Linked DNA regions of Mus musculus: region 1 is linked to region 2. The links are chromatin contacts, called in public promoter capture Hi-C maps. All regions are on one chromosome and are shown on one strand. Each heading gives the region's core, a stretch centred on a gene start, on an enhancer-like site or on the middle of the called end of the contact. The rest is flanking DNA. Distances are from core to core; before and after follow the strand shown.

The links. Capture Hi-C pulls out chosen DNA fragments and counts their contacts.
Region 1: a promoter capture Hi-C map of liver shows a contact between it and region 2. The contact joins the promoter of Alox12b here to the promoter of Aurkb in region 2. A contact is called at or near these places in 3 of 39 promoter capture datasets (the 3T3-L1 cell line, cranial neural crest and second pharyngeal arch cranial neural crest), 1 of 15 datasets of contacts at CTCF or cohesin (the NIH/3T3 cell line), 1 of 484 Hi-C or Micro-C datasets (cerebral cortex), 7 of 115 datasets of contacts at active chromatin or transcription factors (the SCID.adh cell line, embryonic forebrain, embryonic limb bud and 2 more) and 3 of 9 other capture datasets (adipose tissue, liver and pancreatic islet).

What each region holds. Positions count from the first base shown.
Region 1 is chr11:69,153,306-69,158,801 of GRCm38.p6, reverse strand. It overlaps Alox12b (arachidonate 12-lipoxygenase, 12R type), which reads right to left and starts at 1,730. Exons shown (of 15, transcript NM_009659.2): 1 at 1,409-1,730; 2 at 324-528. The coding sequence starts at 1,555.
Region 2 is chr11:69,044,288-69,049,498 of GRCm38.p6, reverse strand. Aurkb (aurora kinase B) reads right to left here and starts at 3,862. Exons shown (of 8, transcript NM_011496.2): 1 at 3,491-3,862; 2 at 1,612-1,714; 3 at 1,458-1,527; 4 at 1,134-1,325; 5 at 855-993; 6 at 620-768. The coding sequence starts at 3,538.

The DNA.
Region 1 (5,496 bases), core at 481-2,980, 110 kb before region 2:
GCATGAGCTGATAGTGCTCCCTGGGCCTCAAGATGTGGGAATGCTCTCTGAATGAGTTGATAGAGTTCCCTGGACCTCAGGATCTGGGAATGCTCTCTGCATGAGGCTGATAGTGCTCTCTGCATGAGCTGGTAGTACTCCCTGGGCCTCATACACTTGGGTTCCTTCACTGTGCAGCCCTAAGCTAAGCCCAGAGCAGCAATGGGCACTAAGGCTGGCCATGCCTGATTGACTTGATGGGATCCCGAAGTGGCCAATCTGGAGTAGCTGGGCAAGAGTAAGGAAACTCCCTGCATGGGATGAGGTGGTCAGTGCTGGCTCACCTGTGGCCTCCCGGAGTGCCAGGGTCTCATAGCCATCCATCCACTGGTAAGCTGGGAAGTGGTAGACACGGCAGTCGGGAGCACAGATCTGCACATAGTTGCAGTACCAGGGGTCCTTGGCTAGGAAGGAATGAGGCTCCTTGTGCAGACGGATGATGATAAGCTCCCCCAGGTCCTGCTGGCACTGTACCGTGTAGTCATCCACCTGCACAAAACATGGGGGCTGAGTGACCTGGCCAGTTCCTGAAGGCTTACCCTTTACCTGCTCATGTTAGTAACACTCCCCTGCTGGACTGAGGAGTGCACAGAGCAAGGATAAAGAGAAGGCACAGATGTGAACCCCCTGACTTGGCTGCCCTCTGCTGGGCCCATTTACCCAAGGCAGGGAAAGACCCCTGCCTTATCCATCCTTCCTAAGGTCCCAGTCGCTTGAGGCTGCAGGAGCTATTTAGAATCTTGGGGGCAAAAGAGTCAGCGCCCAGGACTCCCTAGCATCCTGCACTCCTAGACTGGACAGCAGAGTGCCCCCCTGCCCTTCTCCCACTTTTCAAGGAAGATGTAGGAATTCAGAAGTGGCCACACAGATGACGGAGCCTATTCGGATCACACAGGAGCAGAAGGCTATCAAAATCACAGAGTGGCTTCCATTAGGGCAAAGCAAGTCCCCACTGGCCAGGCTGGTCGGATGCCATTTGAAGTCACAGAGAATCCAATGCAAATGGAAGCCAGTTGTGATGCAACGTGGCTGAGGAAGAGTGAGTAAGGATGGGAGAGAGGTGATGGAAAGGCATGAGAATAGAAGAAACCTTAAGGTGTGGAAGAGAACTGAGAGAGGTGGATAAGCTCAAAGAGAAGAGGAGGGGGCAAGGAAAGAAGAGGGAGAAGGATGTATTGGTTGGAAAGAATGAGAGAAGAGTGAGCAAAGAGGATGAATATGTGTGGGGAGAGATAGGAAACCAGTTGGGAGCCCACAGTGTTAGAGTTGTCCTTGGTTCTCCAGTCCCCTGGCCCAGCTCTGGCTGCCTACCGGATACCTCCATCCACCCCAAGCCTCCATCCATCCTGGGTGACGCGTGCGCACTTACCGCCCCCGTGGCAAAGTCTCTCCCAAAGTGGTTCAACCGCTGCTTATGGCTCTCTCCTTGGGTCCCCACGATGGTCAGTGAAATTGAATCCAGCGTCCCCGAAAAGAAGTCAGTGCCCGTGGCCACCTTGACTTTATAGGTGGCCATGGCCGCTCTTCAGGAGCCAAGAGAGGGCTCAATCCCGGACACTATGGCTAAAGCCACACAGTTAGAAACGAGGTAGACAAGGGAAGCCAGACAGCGAAGAGTGATGGAGCAGTCAGTGATGGAGCAGTCAGCGGGAACCACTGTCCCGCGAATGCCTCTGGAGCCGGGAGCAGCTGCTGCCCTTGGCGGGGCGGGAGGGATGTGAGCCTGGCAGATGAGGCGGAGCCGGGCCAGTAGCCCGTGAGCAGGCGTCTGCGCTTGAGACCTATAGGAGCTGATGGGGAGGAACCGCAGGCAGGGCGCTGAGAGGGCGGATAGAAGATGCTGAGGCTGAAGCAGCCTTCAGGGTGTGGGAGCTGTCTAGGCTGAGCCAGGGCCCCAGGGAAGTTGGGGGAGGGGGCGGGGCAGGGCCTTCAGATCTTTATCAAACTAATAAGCTGTTCGCCCCCATTGGCTGCAGCGACAGGCACCCATGCTGAACCTGGCCAAAATCAGAAGTGACCTGCTTTGGAAGGCATGAGGAGTGATACAGACGTGCTGTCCAGTGTCCTGCTTTTGCGTTAGAACCCAGGGCCTGCAGTACACATCAGGAAGAATGTTGAAGCCAGGAGACTAAAGACCACAAGGGACAAGAGATGCAGGGTGGAAGGGTTTGGAGCCTAAAGCCTGTAGCTGCTGCTTCCTTGTTAGCCAGTATCTACTTAGGAGAACCTGGTGTTGATACGCAGAGGACAGTTGAGAGAACAGCTGAGGCAGGAGAATAAGACTAAAGGACTTCAGTTCACTGTAGAGAACATACAGAAAATGTGGGAGACCCTGAGTTCAATCTCCAACCCCCAAAGGGATCAGGCTAAAGTCAGGCACAGTGGTCCACACCTCAACTTCCAGCTACTTGGAGGCTGAGCCAAGAGCCTCTGATGCCTGAGCTACAAAGGAAGACCATCATCTCACAGAGAGAGAGAGAGAGAGAGAGAGAGAGAGAGAGAGAGAGAGAGAGAGAGAGAGAGGAAGAGAGAGGAAGAGAGAGAGGAAGAGAGAGAGAGGAAGAGAGAGAAAGAGGAAGAGAGAGGAAGAGAGAGAGAGGAAGAAAGAAAGAAAAAAAGAAAGAAGGAAAGAAGGAAAGAGAGAGAAAGGAAGGAAGAAAGAAAGAGAGAGAGGAAGGAAGGAAGAAAGAAGGAAAGAAAGAAAGAGAGGGAGAGAGAAAGAAAGAGAGGGAGAGAGAAAGAAAGAAAGAAAGAAAGAAAGAAAGAAAGAAAGAAAGAAAGAGAGGGAGAGAGAAAGGAAGGAAGGAAGGAAAGAAAAGAGGGAGAGAAGGAGAGAGAGAGAATTAAGATTGAAAAAAACTTTTTGTCTTAGATGTGTGGGTGTCTATGTAGGAGTGTCTGTTTACCACTTGGGTGCCTGGTGTCTGCAGAGGCCATAAGGTAGCATTGGGTTCCCTGGAACTGGAGTAAGAGAAGGCTGTGAGCCACCATGTGGGTGCTGGGAATTGAACCCCAATCTTCACGAAGAGCAGCAGTTCTCTTATCTGCTGAGCCATACCAGTCTCCAAATTAAGGTATTTTACAGATAAACACCCTAGAGATTATATATGGAGTGAACTATACCATACATTCAGACATTTCTTATTCCACTGATGCAAAGTTTCAGAACAGACAAAACTTGCCACCTCCTACACAATTCAGTGCTTTTGGAATGGGGAAACCATGTAGGCAGCTAGAATGTTCTCTGCTGATCTGGCTTGTATGTAGGACACTTGACACATTTTACTGTATCTGTGCTGTTCTTCAGTATTGTAAAGAACATACTCTTACCAGGGAAGTCTAAACAAAACAAAACAGAAGTAATATGCTGGTCATGATGGCTCATGCCTTTAATTCCAGCACTCTGAAGGCACAGGAAGGTGAGTAGGTGAATCTCTGTGAGTTCAAAGCCAGCCTGATCTACATAGCAAATTCCAGGTCAGTCAGGACTAGATAGTAGATGCTGTCAGAAAACCAAAAACCAAAACCAAAAACCAGAAACAACAACAACAACAACAACAAAGCCACCAGAATGGATGGAAGGAGATGGGAGCCAGAGATGGTTCGGTGGATAAATGTACTTCCCTGTGAGTCTAATGACCTGATCTGAGTTTAAGTCTCCAGGCCCACATGGTCCAAGGAAAGAACTGAATGATGAAAGTTGACCTCTGACCCCCATACATGAACTCATGAACTATGGCACATACTCTCACATACATGCTCATACATACACATCAAATAAATATCTTTGTTCTTTTAAAGCAGTAAAATTAGAAAAAGCTGGAATGAGGGTTAGGACCCAATGAGGACTGAGTTGGTCAGGAACCTAGCCTTCTCTTATCTCCCTCTTTCTCTCAGTTCCTTCCCTTCACAGCCTAGAGCACACTCTTGCAAGCATCTCAGACTCAAGGGGGCAAAATGACCTTGGGACTTACTGACTAGCAAGATGAGGACAAGCAAGCTTATTTACTCAATATGATTTTGGATCCTAAATAATAATAATAAATAATCTGGAGAAAATAAATTTGAGATAGGAGGATATTGAGACCAAGGGACCAGGACTTGTTTCTGATTTAAAAAAAAAAATTGTAGCAGCTAACAGAGGGCGGAGGGGGAGAGCTGGGGACAGATGGCACCTTGAGGTAAGGAGCAGGGAGCAGGGTCGGAGCTGACAGGAGGAGTGGTAGTGGGAGAGCTGACTTCTGCTCCCACCAGAGAGTGTCTGAGACCCAGGGAGAGTGAGGAGAGAGTCATGTCCCATCTTCTGGAACTTCCCTCTCCTGGTCCACCTCCCAGGGCAGTGCCTGTCAACCAGGAAGCAGGAGTTCTGGTTTCCTCCTGGGTGTCACCCTCCCGTCACCATCAAGGAAAGGTCACACAGTGACCATGCCAACTTAAAACACAAAGAGTCAGACCCTGAGACAAAGAGTAGGTAACTGGTAGTTCCAGGTTAGAAGAAGGAGGGGATTGTGACTGCCATTCAGGTCCAGTTTAGAAACAGGAATGTGGTCGGGGCTAGGAACCGAAATGACTTTTTCATGACTCAAATCTTAGGGTGCTTAGGTCACCGGGTGCTCCCCACCGTGCCTCATCAAGCCTGGCAGCTTCTCTCCCTTGCCTTTGGGATGGTACCATGCACATTTTCTTCATTCACCAGCCCCTGCTGTGTGCCCAGCTCTGTATCCGGCTTGGGGAACATAGCGTAACCAAAACAAACTGTGCACCCATGGAACTAACATTCTAATGAGGGAGCTAGATAACATTACATAACAGCCAAAGAAATTAAATAACATCAAGTGGCAGCAAGTGTGAAGACAGAAAATATAAACCGGGGGACATATAAATATAAAGCATGGGGCCACACAGAGGAGCCGGAAGCAGTCACAGAGCTTGCCTACTAAGTTCAAGCCCAGGATTTGATCCCCACATTGGAAAAGAAAAGAAAATGAAAATAAACTGTGGCTTTTGTAAGGAAGGCTCAATTTAACTATAAATGGTTCTTAGTTGTACAGCCACCATCTTTGTTTTGTATCCATTTACCTACCGTACTTAATCATGTAGCCTGTAACTTACTTGGTTTGTCTTTCTCCCAGTCTCCTGCCATGTTACATGATATCAAGGAGGCTCTTGAAATATGAGTCTTGGTATTTTTTTTAAAGATCTGTTTTATTTTTAGTCATAAGGGGCTGCCTCTGGAGTCTAGAGGTATTAGATGCACCAGGAACAGGTAAGTGGTTAGGAGATATTTGACATGGATGCTGGGGATCAAACTCAAGTCCTCTGGAAGAACAGTTTGTGCTCTTAACCACTGAGCTATCTAGCCCCGGAACGTAATGACTGGGTGGATTAGCAATAAGATAATGGTAACTGGATGGTGGCGGCGGCACACGCCTTTAATGCTTGGAGGCAGAGGCAGGT
Region 2 (5,211 bases), core at 2,613-5,112:
TCCTTCTAAAAAGAACAGGATTTTGCAAGGGTAAACTTGGCATGGTGATATACGCCTGTAATCCTAGTATTTTTGGAGGCAGAGGCAAGGAGAATCAGAAATTAAAGTTATCTTTGGCTATGTAATGAGTTTGAAGTCATCCTGTGCTACGTAAGACCAGATCCTGTCTCAACCAACCAATCAGTTCTCAGTCTGTAGAAAGGGAGTTTTCTCAACAATGTGGTGAGGGAGGGTCCACTATATTTAATTAAAAAAAAAAAAAAGAAGTAGTAGAACATTTAGGGCATGAATTCCTTTTGTTTGTTTGTTTTTTTCGAGACAGGATTTCTCTGCCTGGAACTCACTCTGTAGACCAGGCTGGCCTCGATCGAACTCAGAAATCCACCTGCCTCTGCCTCCCAAGTGCTGGGATTAAAGGCGTGTGCCCCCACCACTGCCCGGCTAGGGCATGAATTCTTGAGTCGCCTATTTCTGTAAAGTAATCACTATGTCTATACTGCAAGGAGAAAAAAACAAAACAAAACAAAACCCAAATGTTCCTGAGGAACAAGACACTGAAGACTTTTATAAAGAACGTCACAGCCTCACATCAGGAACAGCCCCCCAAGTCCCTCCATACCTCAGGGATGGGGCATGCACCGACCAGCCAAAGTCTGCAATCTTCAGTTCTCCCTGCAGACCTAACAGCAGGTTCTCCGGCTTTATGTCTCTGTGAATTACCTTCTTCTTGTGGCAGTAGGTCAGGGCATCTGACAGTTCCTCCATGATCTGTGAGGGTCCACACAAGAGGCAATTAGGCCCTCTGTTTCCAGCAATGGCCCAGGCACTAGATCCCACACCAGGTAGGCCCTGACCGTGGCAGTCCGCTGCTCATCGAAGGTCCGACTCTTCTGCAGTTCCTTGTAGAGTTCCCCGCGAGGGGCGTATTCCAGGATTAAGTAGATCCTCTGCTGGTCGTAGAAGTAGTTGTAGAGTTGAAGGATGTTGGGATGTCTGGGGGATGCAAGGAGAAAAGAAGCTTCAGGCTGCATCTAGGAGCTGGGTGGGGCAGGTGGTCTAGGCGGAGTAAGACAGAGACAGTCGAGTGAGGTGATCCCGTTAGCAGAGGGACCAGGGTCAGGGTGACAGCATACTTCAGGTGCGCCTGGATTTCGATCTCTCGGCGAAGCTGGTGCTCTACCCCCTCCTTCTCAATCTGAGACTTGAAGAGGATCTTGAGTGCCACGATGAAACGGCTCTTCTTCTCCCGAGCCAAGTACACGTTTCCAAATTTGCCTTTGCCCAAAGGACGCCCAATCTCAAAGTTGTCAATAGTGAAAGGCTGCCTGATTAGAAGAGCGGGAATATGGGGAAGAGTTAGCTGGCTGGCTCAGAGTCTCCAGGTGGCTGATCTCTCACTATCCGTGCTCCCCTTATCCTCCCCCATTTCTCCCCCATCACTGTTTAAGTTTCCCTACTTGTTCTGGGATCCTTGCGAGGCAGTGGAGCCCTGACTCTTGTTCTCAGCCAACTTCTGGCCAGGGGCAGCTAAGGAGAGAGAATTATGTTGAGTCCATCCTTTGACATTCCCAGCTTCCCCCCCCACCTCCCTCTTCCCATCATCCAAGGTACCTGTGGACTGGCTGTTGAACCGGTTCACGAGAGCAAGCGCAGATGTCGTGGCGGGCTCCTTCCGTAGGACTCTCTGGGACAACGTGTTCAGGCCAGACTGAGACTGAGGAGCAAAGGGTGACTCTGAGGGCGTCCTTGTCCCGGTAACCTGGCCAGAATATGCTACAAGGCGCATTTCAGCTGCTTGCTAAAGGACCCATCCACTCACAGTTCACAGAACAATACTGATACAGCACGGTCTGCCTGCCTAGCCAAGAATCTACTCATTGCTCCACGTGAAAGGGGTTATTAAGAAACAACTGGCAGCCAGCAGCAGTGGCACACACTTGGGAGGCAGAGGCAGGGAGACCTCTGAGTTCTAGGCCAGACTGAGTTCCAGGATGGCCAGCGCTACTCAGTGAAACTGTCTTGAGAAAAACAAAAGTAACTTGCAAAAATAAAATGAATAAAAAGAATGAAACAACTTGAGAGCGTCCAGCACACATCCACAACCCCAGCACTAAGGAGGTGGAGGCTCCTGGTTAGGAGAAAGGCAGCCTGCAGCCTGAGCTAAAGAAGACCTTGTTTTGTTTTGTTTTTTGTTTTTTGAGACAGGGTTTCTCTGTGGAGCCCTGGCTGTCCTGGAACTCACTCTGTAGACCAGGCTGGCCTTGAACTCAGAGATCCACCTGCCTCTGCCTCCCAAGTGCTGGGATTAAATTAGTGCACCACCACCGCCGCCGCCCAGCTAGAAGACCTTGTTTTAACATCACCCTCCACAAAAATAATTAAAAAGCAAAGTAAATGAACGAATGACAAAACAACCCAAGGCAAGAGGCTACTACACCAATTCCCCTGACCCCAGCCCACCGCAGGCACATCACTGCCCAGTCTGGATAGTTCTAAACACATCACCCAGGCTTATGTAAGAGCCTGAGCTTGTGAAGTTGAAACAAAACTTCATCTCTTTCTAGGAACAGAACATAGGGATACTGATGGCTTTAGGGGTGTTGCAGGATATTTGACCACACTGTGACCCTCGGGGATGACAAATTAGGCCAGGAGAATAAAAGATATGTTTACACTTGGGTCACTTCACTTTCAAAGTTCTCTGAGTAATAGATATTTTCCTGTGATAGTAAATCAGGGTAAAAGTAACAGGACTGCACGCTTGTCAGTTTGACTCAGGGCTCCACAGAGGAGGAAGCTGGGACAAGGAAAGAGATAGACTGTCCAGGATGCTCAGGTCCCACCAACAGGGAACAGACTATATACAGTGAAGGGCTCTTCATCTGGGGGTGGCCACAGGATCCCATCATGTAGCCAAGTGCGTTACGGGTGTGCTGTATTACAGGTGTGCACCACCGTGCTTACTATCTCCAGTGTGGCGCACACGCACGCACATACACACAGCATTTCAAATCTACTTGGATTCTTACTTCCCACCGCTCAGTACGATACATTCCAAAGCTGGAGTGTAGTATGGATGGTACATCAAAACTTGGAAGCTCTGGGGTTTCATACCCAGGGCCGTACATAAATATTTAGATCATTCGGAACCTTTTAAACCGTAACCTTCTATTCTATAATCTATTTCCTGTGTAGTTAATTTTTTCAGACTCGAGAGTGAGATTCACGACCCGAAAGCACGATGATGTTTGCTCAGTCCCAACTATTATTGTACGTGACGAGCAGGCTCAGCTCTACGGAAGCCCTCAGATTCAGGTTGGCAACATCTGCTACGGTAAGACTGCAAGTGATCAGACTGAGTTTTGCAAGCAAATTCTTGAGGCCCACACGTCGGAAACGCTTAGAGTCCGGCCATTTGCAAGGCCAGCCTCTATCTTCATGGACTCTTCTTCCGGGGGACGTGGGGCGGGGAATGTGGCCAGGACCTTACCGTCTTTGAGCCGTAGGGCCACGGGTAGGCGTTCTCCTTCTGAGCCATTCTCCAGGGCGAGAGCGGGAGGGGAGCTGGACAGAGAGGGAAACAACAGCGAAGGCAAGAGATGCAGAGGCAGATCCCCGGGGAGTGCAAGCCTGGGCGGGCAGAAGGAAGCGAGTCAGCACGCAGCCAAGGTCGGGGGTACTCCTGCACCTCTCCTTCCAGGCGGATAGCGGGCACGTGGATCCGCCCAACGGAACCCGATCAGCCCCGTGGACCACTGCAGCCCCCGCAGTTCCCCGCAAAGCCGCAGCCTACGCCACTAGGCGCTCGCACACGGAGAACCGGTTTACCCCGCGACCCGGACGCTTTCGAATCTCCCGCTCTAGGTCCATTGGCTGAGCCGCCACTCAGCCCACTCTCATTGGCTACGTTTTTTGTGATGTAGTCATTGAAACAGAACGAAGGTGTGGCCTAAGAGGCTTCTTTTTACTAGTTTGAAACTGTGTCCCAAGATGTGCACGCTCCTTTTTCTAGTTATAAAAAATTAAATATTTAAATTGGGCGGTGGTGGGGCGCACGCCTTTAACCCCAGCACTCGGGAGGCCGAGGCACGTGGATTCGTGACTTCGAGACTAGCCTGGTCTACAAAGCGAGTTCCTGGTCAGCCAGAGTTACACAGAGATACCCTGGGGGGAGGTAGAAAATAATAATTATATATAAATAAAATATATAGAGTAAACATTAATATGACCGAGTTCTTTCCGAAGACCTTGGTTAAATTGTCTGGTTTCCACGAAAATTTAGATGCTACCCTTAATATGATCTTTGAAAATACAGTCTTTTTTCAGTATCTTTGGTGTATTGCCTTTACAATGCCCCATAATATTCAATTCAAGCAGATGCTTAGGTCTATTATATATACAGACATAATATTGTATATGACACAGTATTTGCATAGGGTCTGTAATTCTCTAGGCTTCATTGATTAATTCCTAGATCACCTAACTACCTAATACAATAAAAATACTGTGAGACAGCAGTAAGACCTAAGTTAGGGAATATGATGCCGGGAAAGTCTACTACTCAATACAGATGCAATCTTCTAGATGGGATGGGTAGAGGTGTAGGTTAGACAGACAGACAGACAGACAGACAGATAACAGTTGAATCTGTGGGTGTATAAATCATGAATTTGGAACTGCATTTCTGGGTTCTCTATCCTACCTGTCTGTTTTGTATTTGGTTTTTGTTTATTCAAGACAAGGTCTCTCTGTCCAGCCCAAGTTGGCCTTTAATTCAGCCCAGGCTGGCCTTGAATTTCTAATTATCTCACTGCACCACTGACAAGCCCAGTTCATTTCTTCCGTTTGTATTTTCTTAAGTATCCTGTTTTCCTAGGAAGAGCTTTCAGCCAGTGGCATGGTCTACATTCCTGGGCTAGGTACACTCAAAATCCACTCTCTTGCACATTTTTTGCTTATGTGTCCTTACTATTTTGTTCTTTAAAATCCTGCAAGGTTTCTGACAGTAGGCTTGTAATTTTAGCACTCTGGAGCCTGAGGCAGGAGGATTGCTAGGAGCTCCAGGCTACAGTGTGAGCTGTTTACTCCAAAAATATATATAAATTAAATCCATTTCCAATTCTATACGTTAGCAATTCCCGATGAATTAGCTCTTGGTTTTTCTTATATTCCTTGAGTCATGGTAGAGATGGCTTCTGCTGGCCAAGTCAC